Regions from separate parts of the Ovis aries genome. Here region 2 is linked to region 1. Evidence: chromatin contacts called from public Hi-C data. All regions are on one chromosome and are shown on one strand. Each heading gives the region's core, a stretch centred on a gene start, on an enhancer-like site or on the middle of the called end of the contact. The rest is flanking DNA. Distances are from core to core; before and after follow the strand shown.

Evidence for each region. Hi-C and Micro-C count contacts between places; a contact is called where the count stands out from the background.
Region 2: a Hi-C map of muscle shows a contact between it and region 1, with 2.9 times the contacts expected there. The contact joins the promoter of BBOF1 here to the promoter of RIOX1 in region 1. A contact is called at or near these places in 4 of 16 Hi-C or Micro-C datasets (hypothalamus, muscle and tail adipose tissue).

Annotation. Positions count from the first base shown.
Region 1 is chr7:83,021,258-83,027,422 of ARS-UI_Ramb_v3.0, reverse strand. RIOX1 (ribosomal oxygenase 1) reads right to left here and starts at 3,101. Exons shown (of 1, transcript XM_015097175.4): 1 at 1-3,101. The coding sequence starts at 3,061. The coding sequence ends at 1,088. It overlaps HEATR4 (HEAT repeat containing 4), which reads left to right. Exons shown (of 16, transcript XM_027971998.3): 15 at 917-975.
Region 2 is chr7:83,472,000-83,478,164 of ARS-UI_Ramb_v3.0, reverse strand. It overlaps BBOF1 (basal body orientation factor 1), which reads right to left and starts at 3,773. Exons shown (of 12, transcript XM_060418293.1): 1 at 3,600-3,773; 2 at 1,113-1,341. The coding sequence starts at 3,673. It overlaps ENTPD5 (ectonucleoside triphosphate diphosphohydrolase 5 (inactive)), which reads left to right and starts at 3,881. Exons shown (of 18, transcript XM_060418334.1): 1 at 3,881-5,365; 2 at 6,027-6,105.

The DNA of each region.
Region 1 (6,165 bases), core at 1,852-4,351:
GATGAGGTGGAGACATCAAGCTGTACCAAAACATAAAATGAAGTGTGCCCAGGCATAGCAGCAGCAGCCTCAGGTCATTCAGCCAGCTAGCTGCCCACCAGCCACCACCCCAAACCCAGGTTTTCTGGTTCCAAGTCCAGTGCTCCCTCTGGTACACCAGGCTCTCTTCCACCAACCATGAGAATATTCATTTGCCAGATTTGGGGAAGTTTCTTTCAACTACCAGAAAAAAATAAGAGTAGAAAGTAACTTGAACAGCAGCGTTCCCTCACGGCCAGCCTGCTACAAGCTGGCTGACTGTGGCCTATGACAGCACAGCTAGTGACATGCTGCCTGTTTTAGCAGCAGCGCCAGCCACTGATGCAAGCAAGCACTGAGCAAAAACATAATACCCTTTAAAAAACATAATATACTCATAACTTTTCTAATAGGATTGTGCTGTTTGGGGTTCAAGGAGCATGATTAAAATGAATCAATTACCCCTAGGGTTGCAAAATTGGTCCCAATCCTACATCCACCCTAAGTTACCTTGCGCCTCAGCCATTGCAGTTTTCCCGTACCTACCCTCCTCCTCCCACATTTCTTCAGACCATGCCACACAATAATCTAGCCTCAGAAAAGGAAAACTCTGGCAATTTAATAACTTTTCTAACATTCCCACAAACTCACAGTAACAAACAGGAAACTGAACCCAACCCTCCCCACAAACTGATGAAAGAGAACTCAGATGAAGGATGCAAATTCCAAGTAAAACCTTCTGATGTCTCAAGCAGAATAACACAGCAAATCCCACACAGTACTCTGAAGCCTGAGGGTGATGAAGAAGTTGGTCTCTCAAATGATCAGGAATCAAGTTACTCCTGCAGAAAAGGCTCCTTTTTCCATCTCCAACTCCTGCTTTTACTTCTGTGCCTAGGTGAGGAGGTGTCTCCTAGAAGACGGTCTGACTTCTATGATACTGAGGCAGTCATAAAGGTAAATATGAACACACTGATGGGTATCAAGTAAGAAAATGAGTTTTCTCCCTCAAAAGATGGTGGGAGAGAACCACTACTGTTTTATTTCTGGCATTTAGTGAGTAACTAGTTCAGGTTAGAGGCATCTTGGTGAGCAGCAGCCCCTTATCATATAACATGGTTGCCAAGGAAAGCTGGTCCTCCACAGTGTCACAGGGCAAGTCCCCTACTCGCACAAACTCTGGGTAGGAGCGAAGCAAGAGTTCCATGGCATCAGCTTGCTGGGGGTATATCTCCAAGCACTTAGGCTCTTCCAGGTGATAAACTCGGGAGTTCTCCACTGTGTAATAAAGAAACAAATGGCCCCCCTCACCCACCAGCCGAGCTATACCATCCTGAAGCATGTGCACTTCTGTTTCTGTTGTCAACTGGGCTCCCACGTTTACAGGTTCTCCAGCCTCCCAGCGAATTGGGAGCCCATAAACGCTTAGTGCCCTCTCCCTGTCAGTCAACACAGGGGGCAGAGAATCGTGGATGAAGTCTTTGGCTCGCTGGTCAGCCACAGCATCAACTGGGGCAAAGTGTCCCAAGCGGGCAACCAGGACCCGCACCTTCTCCATGAAAGCAGTTCTTCGCGGATCCTTGGAATCCGAATGCTGGGCCCCCATGTAATCCATAAAGTCTCGGGGCAGCCCCCTACGAAACTCCACATTTTCCTCCATTGCGGCCTGCACTGCCAGGGGCAGTACAGCCTCCAGGAAGTCGCCCCAAGTATTGCGCTGGTATGTGGACAAGGTCAAGTGCAGAGAGTGCACCCCATCCTGGCATTCGGCTTGGTGAATGAAACCTCGGGGGAAATAGAGCAAATCTCCAGGTTCCAGCACCGTCTGCAGCACCGGCTCTCCGAGGTCGTCCTGGCTGAAGTTGGGGCTGGACGTCAGGGCCAGTTCCTCGGTCGGCACCCGCGGTCTGTAGACCCGCCAGAGTTTCCTACCTTCCAGCTGCAGCACGAAAGCCTCGATGTCGTCGTAGTGGGGGGCAAAGCCCTGCGAGTTGGGGGGAGTAAGGTAAACGTTGGAGCCTGCCATACTTCCGAACTGCTCCTGGAGCACGGCCAAAAACTGCCACACGGTGGTGGAGAAAGCCTGCGGACAGAGGAGGCGCAGGGAGCAGCCGGCCCGGTACAAGGACCACGCGGCGGCGGGCAGGGCGCGGCCGGGAGGGTTCAAGGTCTCGCGCCGCCCATTGACGTAGCGCGCGGCGTCCAGGTGCTGCCCGAATTGCACCTCCTCGTTGCGCAGTATGGAGTCGAGGTCGGCGGTTGAGAAAAGACCCTGGTAGTAGCTCTGGTCCTGCCGCCGCACCAGCACTGCCTCGCGCTCCCACAGGCGCCGGTAGAAATGGTCCGGCGGCATGGGCGCAATGAGCCACTCGAAGAGGCGTGCCGCCCGTCGCCGGCTGCTAGGAATGCGGTTCAGCTCGGCCAAGATGCGCTGCAGCGGGGAGTCCCAGGGCAGCTCCTCGCCCGTGCTTTCCCCCTGCGGCCCCGACAGCGTGGCAGGAGCCACGGACGGCGGGACGGCCGCCGTGTGCTGGGCAGAGCACAGCAGGGCCGAGGTCTCCACCAGGCGCGCGGACGGCCCCGAAGCCGGCACCAAGCGCGCGGGCAGCGCCGACGCCTCCAACAGGCGCACCGGCGGGGTGTGAGCTTCCACCAAGCGTGCCGCCGGGGTCTGCGCCTCCACCAAGGAGCGGGGAGTCTGCAGGGAGCGGGACGCGGGCGAAGCCTCCAGCAGCTCCGCGGGCCCGAGCTGGCCGTGCGGCTCCCGCCCGTTCGCATCCGAAAGGGCCGCCGCTCCTCCCGCCAGCGGGTCCCCGGGTTCAGCGACCGTCGACTCCACCCTTGAGTCCTCCAAGTCCTCGCTCTGCAGCGTCTGGGCCCTGAGCGCGGCCATTCGGGACGAGACACTTCTCCTCAGCTGCCGTCGGATCTTTCTGGGCCTCAGGGGCAGGGCCAGGACCGACCCGCTATGTGGCTGTTGCTGGCGCCGGCGTCTCAACCGCCCGCGTCTCAGCAGCCCAGCGCTAGCCCTGAGCCCGTCCATGGTCCGAGCCTCCCGCTAGCTCAGCGGGAGACGGCCGGAAGCCGGCTCACGCACGCGGCGGCCGCAGTGTACTCTGGGAAGGGGGCGGGCCTCCAGCTGCCTTCAGGTTGTCCACGCCCACCATTTTTCCTCCGGCGCTTCCCGCTTCCCCAGTTAGAAAACGTTAAATTCTCGGGTTCGCCTAGAGCCGCGGAGTCTCTGCCAAGTTGACATTGGTTCCGTATTTAGAGGGCAACTTAAAAATCAGATTGTCAGGGACTCCAGGAAAAAGTTGCGACTTAACTCTCCTTTTCTTCCTGTGTCTGCAGATTGCAGTGTTCACAGGCTTGTCCCCGTTTCCGAATAACACGTTGCCCAGCAGCTTTGCATGAGAAAGCTGACAATTCTTGGTTTCAAGGATTGCACTCAGGCAAAGTTCTAAGTTCAGACTTTTGGTCCATCTGGTCCTCTTTACAGATATCGATTGAAGCCCTAAATTACGCCGCCTAACTTCCCTTTGTCCTCTCTTCATTACAAATTTTCAGTCATAGCCCTATCTCCCTGAAGAAAAAAAAAAATCCATGGACTTTTCTACTTGTATTTCTTTTTTAATATAACAAATGTTTACTGACTACCTACTAAGTGACAGACATCGCGACAGCATGGGGTAACAATCATAAGCAAAACAATGAAACATTATTACCTGTCTTCTTGGGACTTATTTCCGAGGACAAAATCAACATGCGAGATAATGCACAATCCTTTTTCTTCCCTTCATCTTTGCGAGTTTGATCCAGCTCAAACTTCAAGATCATGGAATGTTTTCTGACTTAATTCCATATTCAGTAAACATGCTGACTTTACCTGCGCAGGGCTTCTCTGGTGCTCAGCTGGTAAAGAATCGGCCTGCAATGCGGGAGAACTGGGTTTGATCCCTGGATTGGGAGGATCCCTGGAGAAGGGAACAGCTAAAAAGCCTCTTGATGAAAGTGAAAGTGGAGAGTGAAAAAGTTGGTCTAAAGCTCAACATTCAGAAAATGAAGATCATGGCATCTGGTCCCATCACTTCATGGCAAATAGATGGGGAAACAGTGGAAACAGTGTCAGACTTTATTTTTGGGGGCTCCAAAATCACTGCAGATGGTGACTGCAGCCATGAAATTAAAAGACGCTTACTCCTTGGAAGAAAAGTTATGACCAACCTAGACAGTATATTCAAAAGTAGAGACATTACTTTGCGGACTAAGGTCCATCTAGTTAAGGCTATGGTTTTTCCTGTGGTCATGTATGGATGTGAGAGTTGGACTGTGAAGAAGGCTGAGCACCGAAGAATTGATGCTTTTGAACTGTGGTGTTGGAGAAGACTCTTGAGAGTCCCTTGGACTGCAACGAGATCCAACCAGTCCATTCTGAAGGAGATCAGCCCTGGATTTCTTTGGAAGGAATGATGCTAAAGCTGAAGCTCCGGTGCTTTGGCCACCTCATGCGAAGAGTTGACTCATTGGAAAAGACTCTGATGCTGGGAGGGATTGGGGGCAGGAGGAGAAGGGGACGACCGAGGATGAGATGGCTGGATGGCATCACGGACTCGATGCATGTGAGTCTGAGTGAACTGCAGGAGTTGGTGATGGACAGGGAGGCCTGGCGTGCTGCGATTCATGGGGTCACAAAGAGTCAGACACGACTGAGCGACTGAACTGAACTGAACTGAACCCACTCCAGTATTCTGGCCTGGAGAATTTCATGGACTGTATAGCCCATAAGGTCGCAGAGAGTCAGACAAGACTGAGTAATAATCATTGTCACTGTTACCTGCCCAACCCCCCAACTCCCCACCAACCCCCCACTGTCCTGGTCTGTGTGGCAGGTTGAAAAAGAATTTCCAGACATGAGGCAGAAAGAGAGAAGAATAAAGTTTGTTAGAGCGGGACAAGCTGTTAGAACAGTGAGCCAGCTTAAGGGAGAGCCGAACGTTTTTTCAGGCTAGCAGCCAATTTTTATAGCTTCAAGATAGAGAAAATTCCTACTGGAATGGTGGCATTAGGTGATTGGTTAGAATGCTATAGGGTGGATAGTAGGGTGGGTATTTTATATAATATGAAGTCTGGGAACTGGCCAGTTTTGATCCAAAAGCTCATGGCAACAGTTGCTATGGGGCTTGGTCAGGTTCAGAGAATTTTATCCTGTGAACTTTGTAAGGGACTCCACACCTGTGACCTTGGTGTTGGGCTCACATCCATCCCAGTAGGAAAACACAGAATTTCCTTTGGATGACCATTCTTTGTCTTACACTCAGTTGCTATGGATCAGGTGGGGCTCCACTTGGGCTCCAGAAGTGCTGCAGAGCACAGTGAATGCTCCAGACTGTGGAAGGCCTGGAACATCACTGGAATCCAGTATCCTAAGGCCACATTGATTGGCTTGTGCTTAACCACGTGATCCAAATTTCTCCATTCCAAGTGAATCAAGGGAGCTTTGCTCTACAGACAGGCTGCCAGAGATTCTGGAGTCCACATGCAGAGGTGAGCAATATCCTCATCATTTTTGGTGGCAATTGAGCATCCATCCAAGAAAATTCCTGTGTCCCCAGACTGCTGTGGGAGACCAACTTTTGAGTTCCGCGTTTTCGCTCCAAGCTGCTCCTGGTGTTTAAGAAGAACTGCAAGCTGCACCTTGGGCCAGGGTCTCTCATCAATTACCTGCCCTGAGCCCAGCTTTCTTGGGTGGGAGGCGTGGAGAGGGGGCCGAACTGAGATTCATGAAGGGAATCGGGGCTATTCTTGTATTCTTGATATCTGCCCTTCCCACCCCCTCTGGAATTCTCTTTTATTAGCTTTAGCTTCTCTCTACAGAATCTTCAATCGCACCTCCTCTGAACCTTAAATCAATTTCTTGAATCTGGGCCTCTCATTTTGTTGGGGCCAGTGTGAGGAAAGCAGGAGAGACTCCATCTTGAAGCCTGTCATCCATCTTAAAGACAGGATGTGAGCTGGGCCTGAACCCTGCCCAAGAGTGAGGAAACCATTGCTAGTGAAAACCCGGTCTCCTGGAGACTTCCCTCCCTACAGATGACAAACGGAGACTGTAGTTGAAGTCGGGCTGCCCCTGTTAGATTAACCATGGAG
Region 2 (6,165 bases), core at 2,524-5,023, 450 kb before region 1:
TGAAAATTATTTGCATGGCTGGCCTAAAGGCTTATTTTAGAATAATAATTTATAGCAGATAATTTTGATAATGCATGCTATTATCAAAGAGTAATTTTAAAAATGGAAGTTGCCTAGGAAAGGTTAAAAAAAAAATACTGTGCCAAAAAATTACTTTAATAAAACATAAAATCCACACAAGTGTTCAATTGTCTGATTTCTCTAATATGCTTCCAAATCATCTTGAATTCAAGTCTTGATTACTAACTTTTTCAAAGCATCAGTGGAATCACAACCCATTCATTCGTTCTTGCATGCAAAAATATTTTAATAAGTGCCTACTATGTATATTTGTATTTTTATAGTAAAAATACAAAAAACATACATAGGAATGAAACATGATACAAATTTCCTTGGGTCACCAAGGGACACAAAGAGGCAGCTAGGAAAGAGATGACTTTAAGTCACACCTAAATTCACACGTTAACACCCACTAGCTGTGAGACTCTGGCAAGTTACCTGCCCTGAGAGTCAATTTCTTTATCTGTAAAATGGGAATGACAATTTGTGGGTTATTAAAAGCACTAAATGAGATAGCAGAGGTAAAGTACCCAACATGGTGCCTGGCACAAACAGGAGTCCCAAAATGTTAGTTCCTTTCCTTTTTGCCACAAATCTAAAATGATAGCTCTATGCCCAACATTTCAACAAGGTTCAGTAAAATAAAGATTCAACAGGTCCAACAGAAGAGAGTCAATTTGCTGGATTCATAACCATGTAATCATGGATTATCAATAAATTGCTTTATAGATTATTAATTACTCATAGTTATCAATATCAAAAAATATATAGATCATGCACCATGCTCTTGTTCTTCAAGTTGATCATAATGTTCCATCAGCATCATCTTTGTTTCATCCAAGAAAACATGGGACAAGGATGAAAATAAAAGGCAGTTCTGACTTTAAGCCGTTCTGAAATAACATGTTGCTTCAAAGGAGAGTTAAGAGTCAACTGAAATGTCTTAACTGTGGGATGAGGTTTCAAGGAATTAAAATACTGGAAATACATAGCCACCTCAGTATAACAAAAGAGATAGTTACTAAGGCTTGGGAGGGTTTCTACCTACCTACCAGATTATCTTTCTCCTGATCCTGTTTCTTCAGATAGTTCAATACAGACATCGTGTCTTTCTCCATTTTATACTGCTGTCTCTTTAATTCTTCATTACATCTTGCCAGTCTCCGGGAAGTATCACGATACTCAATCCTAGAAAGTTCTGTGACTTCCAGCCTGGCCTCCCAAAGGGAGGCATTGGCCTTGGCTCTCTCCACAACAGATTCCTCAAGTTTTATGATCTTCCTGCACAGGAAGAGGACATCAACAGCATATAACTATTTCTCTACTATATTAGTATTACACCTTTCTCTTTATTATAATTTATTTTGCTTGGCATTTGCCTGGCACACATGAGCAAATATTGTTGGATGAATGAGTTAGTAAGAAATATATATGGTCTATTGCCCTCAGTGTTTCTCATTGTTGATATGTGCACTGTAGATGAATGGGCAAAAATAGAAAACATATGCTAGCGAGTTCTAGGAATGTGACAAGCCATTGGCACTTCCAGAAAATGAAAGACTAACCATGCAGTTATTTTTTTTAATCACACTGTAGTATACTTATATTAATACACTAGGGGGAAAATTGCAAATAAATTTGTATATTGGGCTGTTATCTTAGGAAGAAGAAAAAGAATATTCCAAAATGATAGTAGTGGTTATCTCTGGATAATGGGATTACAAGTGGTTTTGTTCCATTTGACTTACCAGATTTCCTAAACTCTCTGTACTGAGCAGGCTTTACTCTCTTAAACAAATTACTGTATAAACTTTTCAAAGATCCCTTGTGGTCCCATATATAATGCTGTTGGACAAGATGTATGATTCCAGTGTGTCTAGGAACCACTAGGGTCATCCAATAAATGTAGTAGCAATCTAGCAGCAACTCCAAACCTGTGAAGCTTTAATGCTAGAGCAATCTTATCCACTTCAGAAATTCTCATCATTTGGGGAAATCTGAATACTCAAATCCTTTATGTTTTCCTTTGAACCAAAAGGAATCCTTGAAAAGGCCCAAGGAATTACTTCAATCACCCAGACATCCTTCAGGATGTTTAAGTGCCTCTCAACCACACAGCTGAGATGATCAGGTTACAGGCAAAAAATAATGAAAACAGAGCACTACAGCACAGTTCTTGCGGGGACCGGGTGGGGTGTGGGGAAAGATCCAAGCTGAAGCATACAGGAGCAGATATCTTAATTTAACAAATATTAAGCTTCTTCTATGATTCCGACACTCTTCCAGGTGCTGGAGATAAGGTGAATAATGCTTAGTGCATTATTTGGGTCTTGAGGAGGATTTCCCAACTACTAATATTCTGAGCCACATGATTCTTTATCTGGAGTGGGGCTGGAGGTTGTTAATGTGCACTGTAGGATATTTAACAGTATCCTTGGTCTGACAGCTAAGGTGGTAAAAAATCGCCAGGAATGCAGGACACGCCGGTTCGATTCCTGGGTCAGGAAGATCCGCTGGAGAAGGGATCTTCTCCACTCCAGTATTCTGGCCTGGAGAATTCCGTAGACTGTATCATCCACGGGGTCGCAGAGAGTGGGACACGACTGAGCGACTTTCACTCGGTCTCTTATCCGCTAGAGGTCCCCAGATGTGACAACCAAAAATGTCTCCTTGACAAACGTCCTCAGGGAGTCAAAAATTAACCCCCTCCCAGCTAAGAATCACTGGTGGCAAACAGTGCTGTCCAATAGAACTTTGTGACGTTAACACTATCTAGACTGTCCAATACAGCCACCACTAGCCACACAGGCCTACTGAGTACACGCAATGTAGCCGGTACAAACGAGGATCTGAATTTTTAGTTTAATTTTAACGAATCTTAATAGCCACACATGACCGGTGACGACACTATTGGACAGCACAGGTCTAGAGGATCTCCGACCTTCAATTCCAGTGTCAGAACTAACCCTTCCTCCTCACTTTTAGATCTTTTCCCCTCCACTTATTTCATTCGGTCCTCAGTCAGTCAGTTCAGTCGCTCAGTCGTATCCGACTCTTTGCGACCCGGTGGGCAACAGCACGCCGGGCCTCCCTGCCCATCACCGACTCCCGGAGTTTACTCAAACGAACGGCCGTTGAGTCGGTGATGCCATCCAACCATCTCATCCTCTGTCGTCCCCTTCTTCTCCCGCCTCAACCTTTCTCAGCATCAGAGTCTTCAAATGAGTCAGTTCGGTCCTATGTTACTTCAATTCTTGGGGAACTTATCTGCCTCCTCGTTAGTACACTCCACATGGGCAGGGGCTGTGTCTAAAAGATTTCAGGGTCCCAAATCTCAACACTCCGGTCTTAGTTGAAGCGGTGGGGGGTATGGCATGCTTTTGGGGAATTTCTGGGCAACGGAGCCGTCCTTCTCAGAAGCTGGGAGAGCAAGGGGAGGGTCCGGGAGGGTAGCGGGGAAAGGGCGCCAGTTGGCCGGGACCTGCGAATCTCCGGAGGGCAGGCCCCGGAGCAGGGACCCCAGCGTGGCTTCCCCTTACTTCTTCTTCTTGTCTTTATCTTTGCCTTTGTCTTTGCCCTTCCCTTTCTTTTTGTCCTTCCCCTTAGCCGGCATCCTGGCTTCTCCGGGGGCTCAGCTGCCGTGGTCTTGTCTCCGCGCCGCCCAGGCCCGGCCTTGTCTCCAAGGACACCACCAAGCCGCGCAAGTAACGATCAGCTCGAGCCGTTGCCGGCGCGCAGAGAGCGCACGCGCCCGTGACGTAGCCCCGCCCCTGCCCCGCCCCCGGGGCCCAGTCCACTGGCCAGGCGCGGGGGGCGGGGCGGAGACCGGCTGAGGGCGGCGGGCGGCCGCGCCGTGGTGGCGCGCGCCCGGTGAGTGTGCGAGCGCGGGCGCGCCGGTGCATGACTGGGGTCGGGGCTGGGCGGGAGAGGAGGCCGGAGCCGGCCGGCCACTGGCCGCCGGCGGCGGCGCGACCGTAGAGGCGCTCTCCCGTGAGGAGGCTGGACCCGCCGCGCCCCTTTCGTCGGAGCGTCGCCCCCGCCGGGTTCACAACGTTTCCTCGTCTTGCCCGCGCGTCCTCTCCTTCCCTCGCGCCGCAGCCAGCGTGGCCGTGGCCGCCCAGCTCTCGTCCCGTCTCCGCCCCTCCCGAGGCCACCTGGCTCTTTTAGTTTCCTTCTCCCTCTCCTGGCTCCTAACCCTTGCTGGTTCTGTAAGGGATGGCGCAGCCAGCGGGCTTCCCAGGCCAAACATGTTTCGATGAGGCAGTTGAGGACTTGTCCGAGGGTGGTGGGTGGTTTGGAGGGTGAGGCGGGCGGCGCGCGGGTATCGGGGAGCCTGGGGGTCGGAGAGGCTCCGGGGCCTCGTGGAGAGCCCTTGAAGAGGAGTATCCCGGTGTCAGGTCCCGTTCTGTCCTGTCGCTGCCGTCCCCAGATTCCCATTTGCTAATAACCTGCGCGTGCTGCCCTCCCTTTTCCGCGAGTCGCGTGAATTTGAAAGCTCTGGCCTTTTGCTGTGTTGTTTTTGTTTTGGTGTCGTCACCTCCCCTCGCCCCAACCAACACCGCGCACACCTGTGAAAAGGAGTAGTACTCAGAAGGATGGTTTGCGTTTTTTCAGAGGAGGAGCTCTGTGATCATGCCTTCTTCATTCAATGAGTTTGTCCGTGAGTCATCTAGAAAGACAGGGGATTCTGGGGACCGAGACAACAGTTAGGAAACTTGGGATTGAAGCTCTGCTGTGCATTAGTCTCCCTTTCAAATTGAATGTAAAAATTTCCGTAAAAACTTCATTGTGCGTCTTCTCCATTTCTCTAAGGAGAAAATCCCTGCAACCTTTCTAGATGTCTCTGATTCAAACCTTCCCCCTCCCCCGCTTTTTTTCCCAGCTACATCGTTGATGTGTCTGAATTGAGTGGTTAAGAGGGAACTTGCTGATTGTTAATATTAATAAGCACTGAAAATCTTAGCCATGCCATCTGCTGGCATGATAGTGGCTTATTGTATTCCTGGTGCTTCCCCCTCGCCCCAATTTGCATTACACACTTCCGTGGGTCCATGATGGAATTACCATACATTGAAGAGGTTTATTCTGACATAGAATCTATAAAGTTATGATTGATTTTATATGTCTGCGTGTTAAGTCACTTCAGCCGTGTCCAACTCTTTGCGACCCCATGGACTGGAGCCGGCCAGGCTCCTCTGTCCATGGGATTCTCTAGGCAAGAATACTGGAGTGAGTGCCCTTCTCCAGGGGATCTTCCCCACCCAGGGATGGAACCCACCTTCTCTAATGTCTCCTGCATTGGCAGGCGAGTTCTTTACCAATTTCTTTACCACTTGATATGTGCAGGGTTCTGAAAATGTACCCTACTGATAACTTGCAGAAAAGAGAGTGTAGGATATCTCCTATTAGAGGCTTTATATTTAGAATTCATTCTAAAAAATTGGTTACTGTGAACCTGAAATTCAGTCCAAGTCATCTGTTGTCTGTAGACTCATTTATAAACACGAAAACTTGACTGTAGTAAGATTATTTCTTAATATATGTGCATAATACTTTAGTTGCATGTACTTCTTAGTTATTTTATCATACAAAATATATTTTGTTTTACTTTAAGTTTGACTTTGCAGTTAAAACTGTTGTGACTTGAATATGGCTAAGAGAAATGCCCAGATTCACACTATAGTAGAGGTAGTTCTAGAATCTACAGTCTTCTGAACCTCTGCATCCTCTGCCAAAGAACTGGATGTTATTATTCAATCATCCATTTGTAAAAGTAGGAAGTATTTAGCAGTTCATCTGGTAGTATTTCCTTTCATACATTCTTGTAGTTTTACTATGAGGTTTATTTCATTGAATAAATTTGCTTTGTTTTATTGTTTAGAATGCTAATGCTTTTAAAAGTTGGGATAAGCACTTGGTACTTTTTTGACTTGGTTTTGTAATTTTTTTTTTCTTTTTCCGCCCAGTGTACTTAGTTCCTGGTTAACATAGAAATGCGGAGTGTCTTGGCCGAATCCTCACGCAGACAAGATCATTATGGTCCTGGTAGGTAGGGCAGGAATCTGAATGTAAGGTAACATCTCTGCTGTCTTAAAGCTGTAAATG